Regions from separate parts of the Mus musculus genome. Here region 1 is linked to region 2. Evidence: chromatin contacts called from public promoter capture Hi-C data. All regions are on one chromosome and are shown on one strand. Each heading gives the region's core, a stretch centred on a gene start, on an enhancer-like site or on the middle of the called end of the contact. The rest is flanking DNA. Distances are from core to core; before and after follow the strand shown. Region 1 holds the start of Akap7 (A kinase (PRKA) anchor protein 7). Region 2 overlaps Epb41l2 (erythrocyte membrane protein band 4.1 like 2).

What was found. Promoter capture Hi-C pulls out the DNA fragments that hold promoters and counts their contacts.
Region 1: a contact with region 2 is called in a promoter capture Hi-C map of pre-B cells, with 3 times the contacts expected there. The contact joins the promoter of Akap7 here to the enhancer-like site in region 2. A contact is called at or near these places in 25 of 39 promoter capture datasets (the 3T3-L1 cell line, 3T3-L1-derived adipocytes, the C10 cell line and 15 more), 2 of 15 datasets of contacts at CTCF or cohesin (the NIH/3T3 cell line and large pre-B cells), 19 of 484 Hi-C or Micro-C datasets (B cells, CD8 T cells, bone marrow-derived macrophages and 13 more), 19 of 115 datasets of contacts at active chromatin or transcription factors (the 230-238 cell line, SST interneurons, bone marrow-derived macrophages and 9 more) and 4 of 9 other capture datasets (adipose tissue, liver, macrophages and 1 more).

Annotation. Positions count from the first base shown.
Region 1 is chr10:25,295,620-25,299,907 of GRCm38.p6, forward strand. Akap7 (A kinase (PRKA) anchor protein 7) reads right to left here and starts at 1,460. Exons shown (of 8, transcript NM_001379238.1): 1 at 1,309-1,460. Gm40617 (predicted gene, 40617) reads left to right here and starts at 2,990. Exons shown (of 6, transcript NR_166644.1): 1 at 2,990-3,198; 2 at 3,499-3,596.
Region 2 is chr10:25,401,554-25,406,038 of GRCm38.p6, forward strand. The region is part of intron 1 of Epb41l2 (erythrocyte membrane protein band 4.1 like 2); the gene reads left to right. Among named protein-coding and RNA genes, the nearest start is that of Epb41l2, 44 kb to the left of the region's middle. Within about 2 kb of position 2,453, at least 55 of the 459 cell types and tissues checked have an H3K27ac peak or open chromatin away from gene starts, as enhancers often do. A contact at or near this core is called in the 230-238 cell line, centroblasts, hematopoietic stem and progenitor cells and 3 more, where this site is marked.

The DNA.
Region 1 (4,288 bases), core at 210-2,709, 110 kb before region 2:
GGGACACTTCAGCAAACACTACCAAAGCCAAGCAAACAGAAAACAAAAAAGACAGACAGACAGACAGACAGACTGCCCAAGTCCTACAAAGTAAGTTTCCTATCTGAACAACAAAACACACCTTCATTGGGCAAGACTCTCTTCTGGTTCCCCAGCACTGTAAACAGCTATGGAATGGGCCTGTCATTCATTACGGTCTATCTACTTCGACTAGCTACGTAAAACAGCAGAGTAGGTCTCCAGAAATGTTTAAACTTCATGCCAACCAGGCCACTTACCCAGTGTGCTTCCATTTGCGCCTCATGAAGAGGGAGCAATCCAAATTATTAAGGAGAAATTGACAAATCGACACTACATGAATGGAAGGACCCAGTAAACTGGACAAGTGCCATAAGCTTTGTCACTATAGGGAAACGATGCGCTAACAGCATCCCAAACTGCAAAGCCACACGGTGTAAAAAGGTGAGAAGAGTCCTCTCTTTCCAACTATTACCCTATTCCCTTCTGCCTATTACCCACACTCCTGTAACCTTATAAAAACATCTCAAGCAGGGACACTCTGGGCATCTCCTCACGTGATACGAGTAATTGCATTCACATGAAATTTATAAACGCATGTACATTATTCACCTGATTTATATTTACATACATATAAAGTATTTACATAGCATGCTTGGACTGCCTATTTTAATATTCTTACGCTTTGTATACATGTAGGTGTTCTTGTAGAACACCTTTTTCCCCTTACTTCCCAGTCCCTTTCCCTCCGAGTCCAACCTCTAATTCCTACCCAGGTTCAGCATACAACGAAAGTTGACCCAAGCTGAAGTACATCCTGGGCGCCAGCAGATTGGCGCCCGTTTTAAAGTGTGCCTTGCCAAGCCTCGAGTAAAACCCTAAATGAGACAAGACAGTGTTCAGAGGCTTCTATTTGCCATTTTAAAAAATAATTAGGTAAATAAAACGGAGTTTTTTTTTTCCCCCCTTGATTTTGTTAACCTCCCCAACACAGTAGGAAAGGATGTGCTGCAAAACTCTGGGTCATGGGTCACAAGATAGGAAGAGGTAAGAGAAACAACAACTTGTGTGTACACCCCTTTCGGTTCGAGGAGTGGAGTGGTGCACGGAGACCCACGGATGCAACCAAACTGCCCGGACTACCGGGCTGGACCGGGATGCCCAGGGTGTAGGGGGAGGGTCGATCGCGAGGGGCGTGGGGCTGCGGGCGGCCTGGGAGGCGGAGCGGGGCGGGCGAGCACGCCCCACGGCAGAGGCCGCCCCGGGGCGCGCAGGGCGGAGCGCTCTCACCCACGGCGGGGCGCTCCATGGTCGCGGCGCAGAGACGGAGGCGCGGGCCCGGGGCGCGCGGGACGGCGGGGGCGCGGGCCGCGGCGGCCAGGCCTGCGGAGGCGCAACGCCCCGCGAGTCGCAGCATCCCCGGCACCCGCCGCTTCAGGAGGAGCCGGAAGGGGCCGGCCCGGCGAGGCGTGGATACCCGGATCGGGGCGGTCCCCGGGGCCGTGCTGGGCTCGGGCTCCGACCTCTGGCCGCCCTCGGTTATTTCCTGCGGCGCGGCCCTTCCCGTCCCACGCTCGGAGGGGCGAGCCAGGGATCCAGAGAGCATTCCTTGGCCCGCTGTCCCTTGAGAACCCGTGTGTTTGCTTTAGCGTGGAGCTTTGGAAACACAGATCTGATTGCAAAATAGGCGGGCTGAGCAAAATGTACAATACAATAGCGAGACCTTGAACGTCGCTATAATGAGATGCTTTTATTTACTTGCCATTACCCCCCCCCCAAAAGTAGCATTTTCAACAGCAGTTTAAGAGCTAAAAGTTGGAATTGTTAAATGAAATCATCTACAAATTTTTTGCAGGCAAGGCTCCTCAGTATCTGAATAAAATAAGAGAAAACTATTTTTTTTAATAGTTAAAATATGAATATGTCTTGTAGAAAAGAATGCTACTGTTTTTTTCCGGGCTGGGGGCAAATGGTGGTATTACTGCTGGTTTGTTGGGGAATGTAATTTTAATTTAAGAAAATATGGTGGTGTGTCTCTTCTCCACAGCTGTAGCCCTTAAAGCTGGTAGGGAACTTTGAAGAATTCCCTGCTTAGCCCCTTTTTGTGGATCTTCACGGAAAACGGTCTTTTTAAAGGAGCAGGCTATCTAATCACAGAGAAAGAACGAAAAATAAGTAAGGGAGCTTGCGGCAAGAGGATCCTCAAAGGCCAGCCGATGCTAGCTGGACTGGACAGGGTACAGATAAGACGTTTAAGCATAAGGATTACTTTACGCAGTAGACAGAGAAACAACTCTTTGCCCTCCCTTTTCCTGCTGGAAGTAGACTATACATTTCTCTTTGTAAGGATTACTCCCCACTCTGTTTTAAAGGTGTATTTATGTAACTGGGGAGTAGGAGCAGTGCACTGACACAGCAAGGTTGACAGCCAGTTTGCAAAGAGTAGAGCACTACCCCCACTCCCCCCTCCTCGGGCTTCACAAAGGACGCTACAGACCTGGGAGACGTGGGTTCTGCACCTCATGTGTGGTCTGATGCTTGGGGGCGAGGTGTCTTCCTTCAGCTCAAGAGCCCACTCCTGGATTTCCCTCCTTTTAAAAACAAAACAAAACCAAAGCGCTGTGTTTCTATTTTAACCACACATCTGTGGTGTAATCCTTAGCCTTGGGATATAACTTCAGTGGAGGAACCAGAACACCAACCCAGCCCCCAAACCTTTCACCTACAATCTACCCTGTCTGAAATAATGTGCTGGGGCAAAGGAGGCAAAGATCTTGGGAGAGTGGCCAACCAGTGACTGCTCTAGTCTGAAGCTCACGCCACAAAAGGAAGCCCATGCTTGATACTACAGCATGACCAGGAACCAGAGGCTGGACAGCCCAGAGACCTTTGATAAGAAAAAGAAAATCGCAAATGGTTCCTAATGATATTCCGCTGTACTCATAGATCAGTGCCTAGCCCAATCGTCATCAGAGAGGCTGCCTTTGGCAGCTGATGGGAGCTGATGCAGAGACCCACACCAAACTTGAGCTGAAAGCTCTCTACTTGGAAGTCTCCTTCCAGTCTCTCCCCCTCAGAGTTTGGGGAGCCCTGAGGAAAAGGGGAAGAAAGAATTGGAGGATTCTGCCAGTGAGGTGGAGGACACCAGGAGAACATGACCCACAGAATCAACTAAGCAGGGTTGGTTCATAGAGGCTCACAGATCCTGCATGGGTCTGGGCTAGTTGCTCTACATACATGCTGTGGTTGTTTAGCGTCACAAAACTGTTGCGAACTGTCGTGAACTGAGGACAGAGGCGAGAAGGAAACCTCGGACTTGGAGGTTAGGTTATAATAGCTTATGTATTGGGAAGTAGCAATAAACAAGTAAATGGTGAAATGGGATCGCACTCATTCACACACCTCCGGTCTGGCCCGATGTGATAGCCTGGCTTGATGGTGGTTGGTCAAGTAAGGTTCACGAAGTCTCCTGTTTTTCAGGTCCTGCTGGAGTTGGGTTCGAGGTGCAGGCTCAGGGCATCCGGGTCTGCGGATTGGTCTCTCAGCGAGACGGCATCTCCGTAGGACTCTGGGAGTGAGTGAGTCGCGGTGCCAGACTGGGGTTTTTAAACTATTTTAGCCAATCATAACTAAGGCGTTCACATGTTACTTCACCGGGCTTCAACTTTATCTTACACACACACACACACACACACACACACACACACACACACACAAGGCTTGGTTTCCATGGTTACATTATCATACTCAAGCCTACTCTAGGTTTGTTTTTCATGGTATCATTTCTTTGTCTTGTTCCTTACATTAGCATGGCATGTTTGTGGGATTCCTATCACTGGCAGCAGAGGTATCTTCGATTCTTGCCTGCTCTTGGGACCCGTTTCCTCCTACTGAGTTGCCTTGCCCATCCCTGATATGAGAGTTACTGTAACTTGCTGTGCTGTGTTCGGTTGATATTCCTCGGAGGGCTGCTCTTTTCTGAAGGAAAACCAAGGAGGAATGAATCTGGGGGAGGGGGGAGGGGGGGAGAACTGGGTGCAGGGAGGGGAAACTGTGGTCTGCGGGGGGGGGGGGGGGGGGAGGAGGAACAGAGGGAGATGGAGAGGGCATTCCCTGAACTTAGATTCAAGGGCCGGCGCTAAGCCTGCTTGCCCTTGCACTTTTATCTGTTTTTCAGTTACTGGCCAAAGTCTAAGCAAGCCCTGTGACTCTCTAGCCTTTCTCACTCTTTCTCTGATCTCAACCTCTAATTTGAAAAGCATGATTGCTC
Region 2 (4,485 bases), core at 1,203-3,702:
TTTAGAGACTCTGACTCATGAAGCTTTCTAATAGCAAGATGGTCCAGTTACTGTGGACGTGGAGGAAGAGGCTGTCTATCCATCTGCTCCCCCGCTCCAAGCTAAATAACAGAAGTTGACCCTTTGAGGGTTCTGTTTCCTGCCTTCACCTGATAACTCTATCATATGTTAGTAGAAATGGATGTTTTTGTGTGTTTTATTGTCACCTCGTGGTGTTGCAGTATAACATTTATGATTTTTGTTACATTTAAGATGAAAGGAGCAGTGTATAGGTGATTGTGAATTTTATATTTTACTTTTGAGATTATATGAGTACATATTTTCTCCCTTCCCTTTTCTCATTCCAAATCCTCCTATATACCCCTCCTTGCTCTCTTTCATATTTATGACCTTTTAAAATTGTTGTTAAATATGTATATGTATGTGTATTTGTATTTAACTGCATATTCCTAAATATAACTGGCTCCGTCTGTATAATGTTACTTGTATGTATATTTTCAGGGCTGACCGTTTGGTATTGGATAACTAGTCAGCATGCTATTCCCTGGAGAAGACTATTATGTCTGATACTCTCACATAGCTATGTTCCATAGTTGACTGTACTACTTAGTGTAGGGTTGAGGGCTGTGGGCTTTCCTGTGTCATTTTGGCATGTCTGTTGTTGTCCTTCTTCGGTTGTGTTTAGGCAGCCACGCACGTTGGTGAGAGTGTGTGTGCAGCCACTGGCATTACTAGGAGAAACAGGCTTGCAGAAGAGATCCTCTGGCTCGCCCAGTCTTTTCTGACCCTCTTCACCAGGGTTCCCCTAGCCTTAGGTGTGCAAGTTGTTTTGTAGACGTGTTCCTTGACTGGGCTTCACATGCTGCGTTTTGATTGGTTGTGGTAAAGTTTCCTTGAGTAATTTTTGTTCTTCCAGTTTTTCTTGCCCCCTGTTTCTCCTGTTTACAGCCCTGGTTTTGGCCCACTCTTCTTTCTACTTTGGCAGCTTTGCACGCATCTTTTTGTAGTGGCAATTTTTCAGAGTGGATGCTAATCCTGGGTTTACCCTTCCTCCCTCCCCTTCTCTCCTCCCTCTCCATCTTTACCTGTCAGGAGGAGCTGGGTCTGAGAGTGACGGAAATGATCCTTGAGGCCAGAAGAGATCCAGTCTTGGAGCTTGAGCGCCCTTGAGCTCTGAGCTGGGTGGTTCCTTGTGCTGTGCGCAGGTAGACTGACTGCCTCAGCCTGCACTTGTACTGACTTGAATTTCAGAGAGACAACTTAATTTTTTCTCGGGTTTAATCTTTTATGTGTATAAATATTACATGTTAGAGTAACTAACAAGTGTGTGTTGTTATTTTGATTGTTTTGGAATATGTGAAAGCATAGACAGTTGGATTCAAATGAGAGATAAATTGTGGGAAAGTTATTCCTTCATTGAGAGGCCCATTAGTAGGGCATTGGACTTGACTCTTGCAAATTGACCATGCCTGATTGCCCAAGTGTTTGCATGGTTAGACAGATTATAGTTAAACAATAAGCTGTTATACCCAGCAGTGATTGGACAAGCAAGGCATGGCTGCACACGAACTACTTTGAAAGAGAATACAACAAATATTACCATCATTTAGGGAAGAAAATAGAGCCACTGTTTGAGAGTAAAGGTTCCTCTCTTGCTAAGCAGCTATGCACCCTTGAGCTTGGTGTTATGAGAGTTCAGCCTTCAGTTGATGGGCAAATAAATCCTTCTGTGCCCTTCACACTCTCCCTTCCCTCTTCCTCTCCTCAAGTGTCTGGCATTGTATAGAGTTTGCTAGAGATGATATCAGATTCTCTTCCATTGAAGGATGGCTTAGTTTGACATTTTTTTTTTTTTTAAAGTATGTACAGATAGAAAGTTGATGTCTGTGATTGTGGAAATGAGTATGACTCAAGAACTTGGTAGGACTTTCTGGGATCAGCAAAGGTCCTGTTAAGGTTTGTAACTGTCAGATAATTTATTTTCTTTGTCTTTGAGATAGGGCTTCCCTCTCTAGCTCAAGCTTGCCTTGAACTTATGACAGTCCTGCCTCAGCCTCCTGAGTGTTTTGAGTAAAGAGTTGCCTTGCCTGAATACCGAGACTGAGAACAGTTTCTATGATGGTTTAACAAAAAATATACTTTTCATTCGTTGAGGCTTTCATACATGAAATAGGTGGGTTAGATGACCTGGGTGTGGGCAGCTCTAAACCTGGGTGGTGCAAGAGTGGGCAAGGAGTTAAGGTGCCACGCTGATGACGTTTGGGATCCAAGCTGCTTCAGGAGGGGAGTAGGGGCATAGACTCCTTATGGTCGGTCAAGCAAGTGTTGGAATTGGTGTTTGAGGTTTGCATTGAAAAGATAGGGAGAACCAGAAGCTGAGGTTGTGGTGAGGTTGCAGCTGTGGACTGGGTTTTCAAGAGAGTTATTTTGAGGGTCTTAAAGGGGAACAGTAAATAATATGAGACTCACGACCACATGGTGCTTATAAAACCCTTATGTGAATGAGGGAGAGGAAGGAGAGGGAAGGCCGTTCATTTGAAAACACGGTTTCCGGTAAAGCGGTGGCGTTTGCTATGCTTTTGTGAGTTGCATCAGACAGTAAATATTTCTGGGTCACAGTTGGGGAAGCTTGGAAGGTGGGGTGACTGTGGGAACAGGAAATGGGAATGGTGAGAAGAGGAAAACCGTCAGAGGTTGATTTCCAAGTAGGAACACATGGTTGTCCTGGCCCGTGGGGAAAGCAGGAGTGTGGGTAGTGAGTGCAGGTGTTTGCGTTTAGAACGCTTCATTTGCATGGGGAAGTCAGGGGCTCTGCCACACATCTCTGGAACACTGTCACAGACAGTTGAGTTGATGATGGAGATAAGCCATTGGAGACAGACAGATTTCCTTAGCCTACGTTGATAGGCAAGGCCCATAGCCGGCGTGTTCTCTAAGATGCTTACTGTCTGGTTTTGGTGAGATAAGGATTAACGATGTGCTGTGCTGTCCTTTTTTTTTTTTTTTTTTTTTTTAAATCCCAAAGGCCCCCAAATCAGTTTTTAGTCTCAGGAACTGCCTGTAAATAGAAGTACAAAACCCAGTCCCTCTGAGACCTGCTACCCAATAAAGAGAGCTGAGAATGGTTGGTCCTTCTAAGATTGTCCTAGCAGGATTTGATGCTGTGTTCTGTGAAAAGTTGAAAGCGGAGCGCAGTTCACTGAGTGAGGCTCTTAGGGCTTGGAGAAGAGCCATTTCCTTGGTAGGCAGCCTTGGGTGGGCTGTTCAGAGCCAGGGCTGATAGTGACATCACCCCCACAGCCACCAGATCATCTGTCTTTTCCCTATGTGGTCTGCCCTTGTCTAAAGGAAGCGGTGTGGTGAGGTACTGCTGGGAGATGCTGCACGGAGTCAGTTCTGGGTGTGAGCAGGGGATGACAGTGCAGCAGGCTTTGAAAACTGCATGGGATAGAACTCCAGCTATAGGTTCCGTGAGCTGTGAGCCGTGTCACTTGCAAGACAGTTTGGGAGAAGACACTAGGTGAGGCAGGGATTTCAGACTCTTCAGAGACAAGAAGTTGAGAAAACAGTTGGTGCTCGCTCTCACTCTGTGTGTGTGTGTGTCTCCCTCCCTCCCTTCTTCTCTCCCTCCCTCCTTTTCTTCTTTCTCTCCCTTTCTCCTTCTCTTCTCCCTCCCTCACCTGAAGACCACATTTTCAGTTTTTCTGAGAGAGCTATTGATAACCAGCCTATTTTCTAAAGGTTGAAGAACTTTGTTAAATGTCAAGTGTGGACTTGAGAGATTGGATCTGCTTACCGGAGGTGTATTAGATAGACTTTGCAATGCAGAGAGTCTTAAATAATGTGCCAGTCTTATTCCTCCCTTTACATGTAATTGTTATTAATATGTTGTTTTTATCCTTGTGCTATGCAGTCATAGCTTATGGAGTAAATGCTCTATAAACACATTCGTGTACGCTTTGGAAAGTGGGTCTTAGCTGTGTGTTTGGCTTAGATATCTTTCTTCACTCACTCTGTCTTTGTCTGTAGCTTGCCATGCCAGACTCTTTTGAAAATACTTACACCTTTAAGGTACACTAAGTAACGAGTAGTTGTCAGTTGTCTTCCCTCTAGATGAAGAAGGTAAAGCAAGATCAGTGCATTGCTGGTGATGGCAGTTACTCTCAGAGGCAGGCTAGACTCAGCCCGTGCAGTCCGGACACCTGTAAGTACACACGGTGCGCTGCGTGGCCTCACTGAGCGGGAGAGTTTGGCAAGTGTGAGTGTGCTCTAGAGTAAATTAGAGATCATTGACCGCAGAGAGGTAAGTCCCTCTGTCACTCTGAGTATGAAAAAATAAACAATTGAGACCCCCCAGACACAGCTACTCTGGGATTTCACCTGAGGGGCAGGTTTGAGAAGTGCTATGATTCGGCTGCTTTGTTGCCCCTTTGAGTTATTGGTAGAGACTTGAAAGGAGTTGGAGTTAAAGCGTGTTTTACCTTT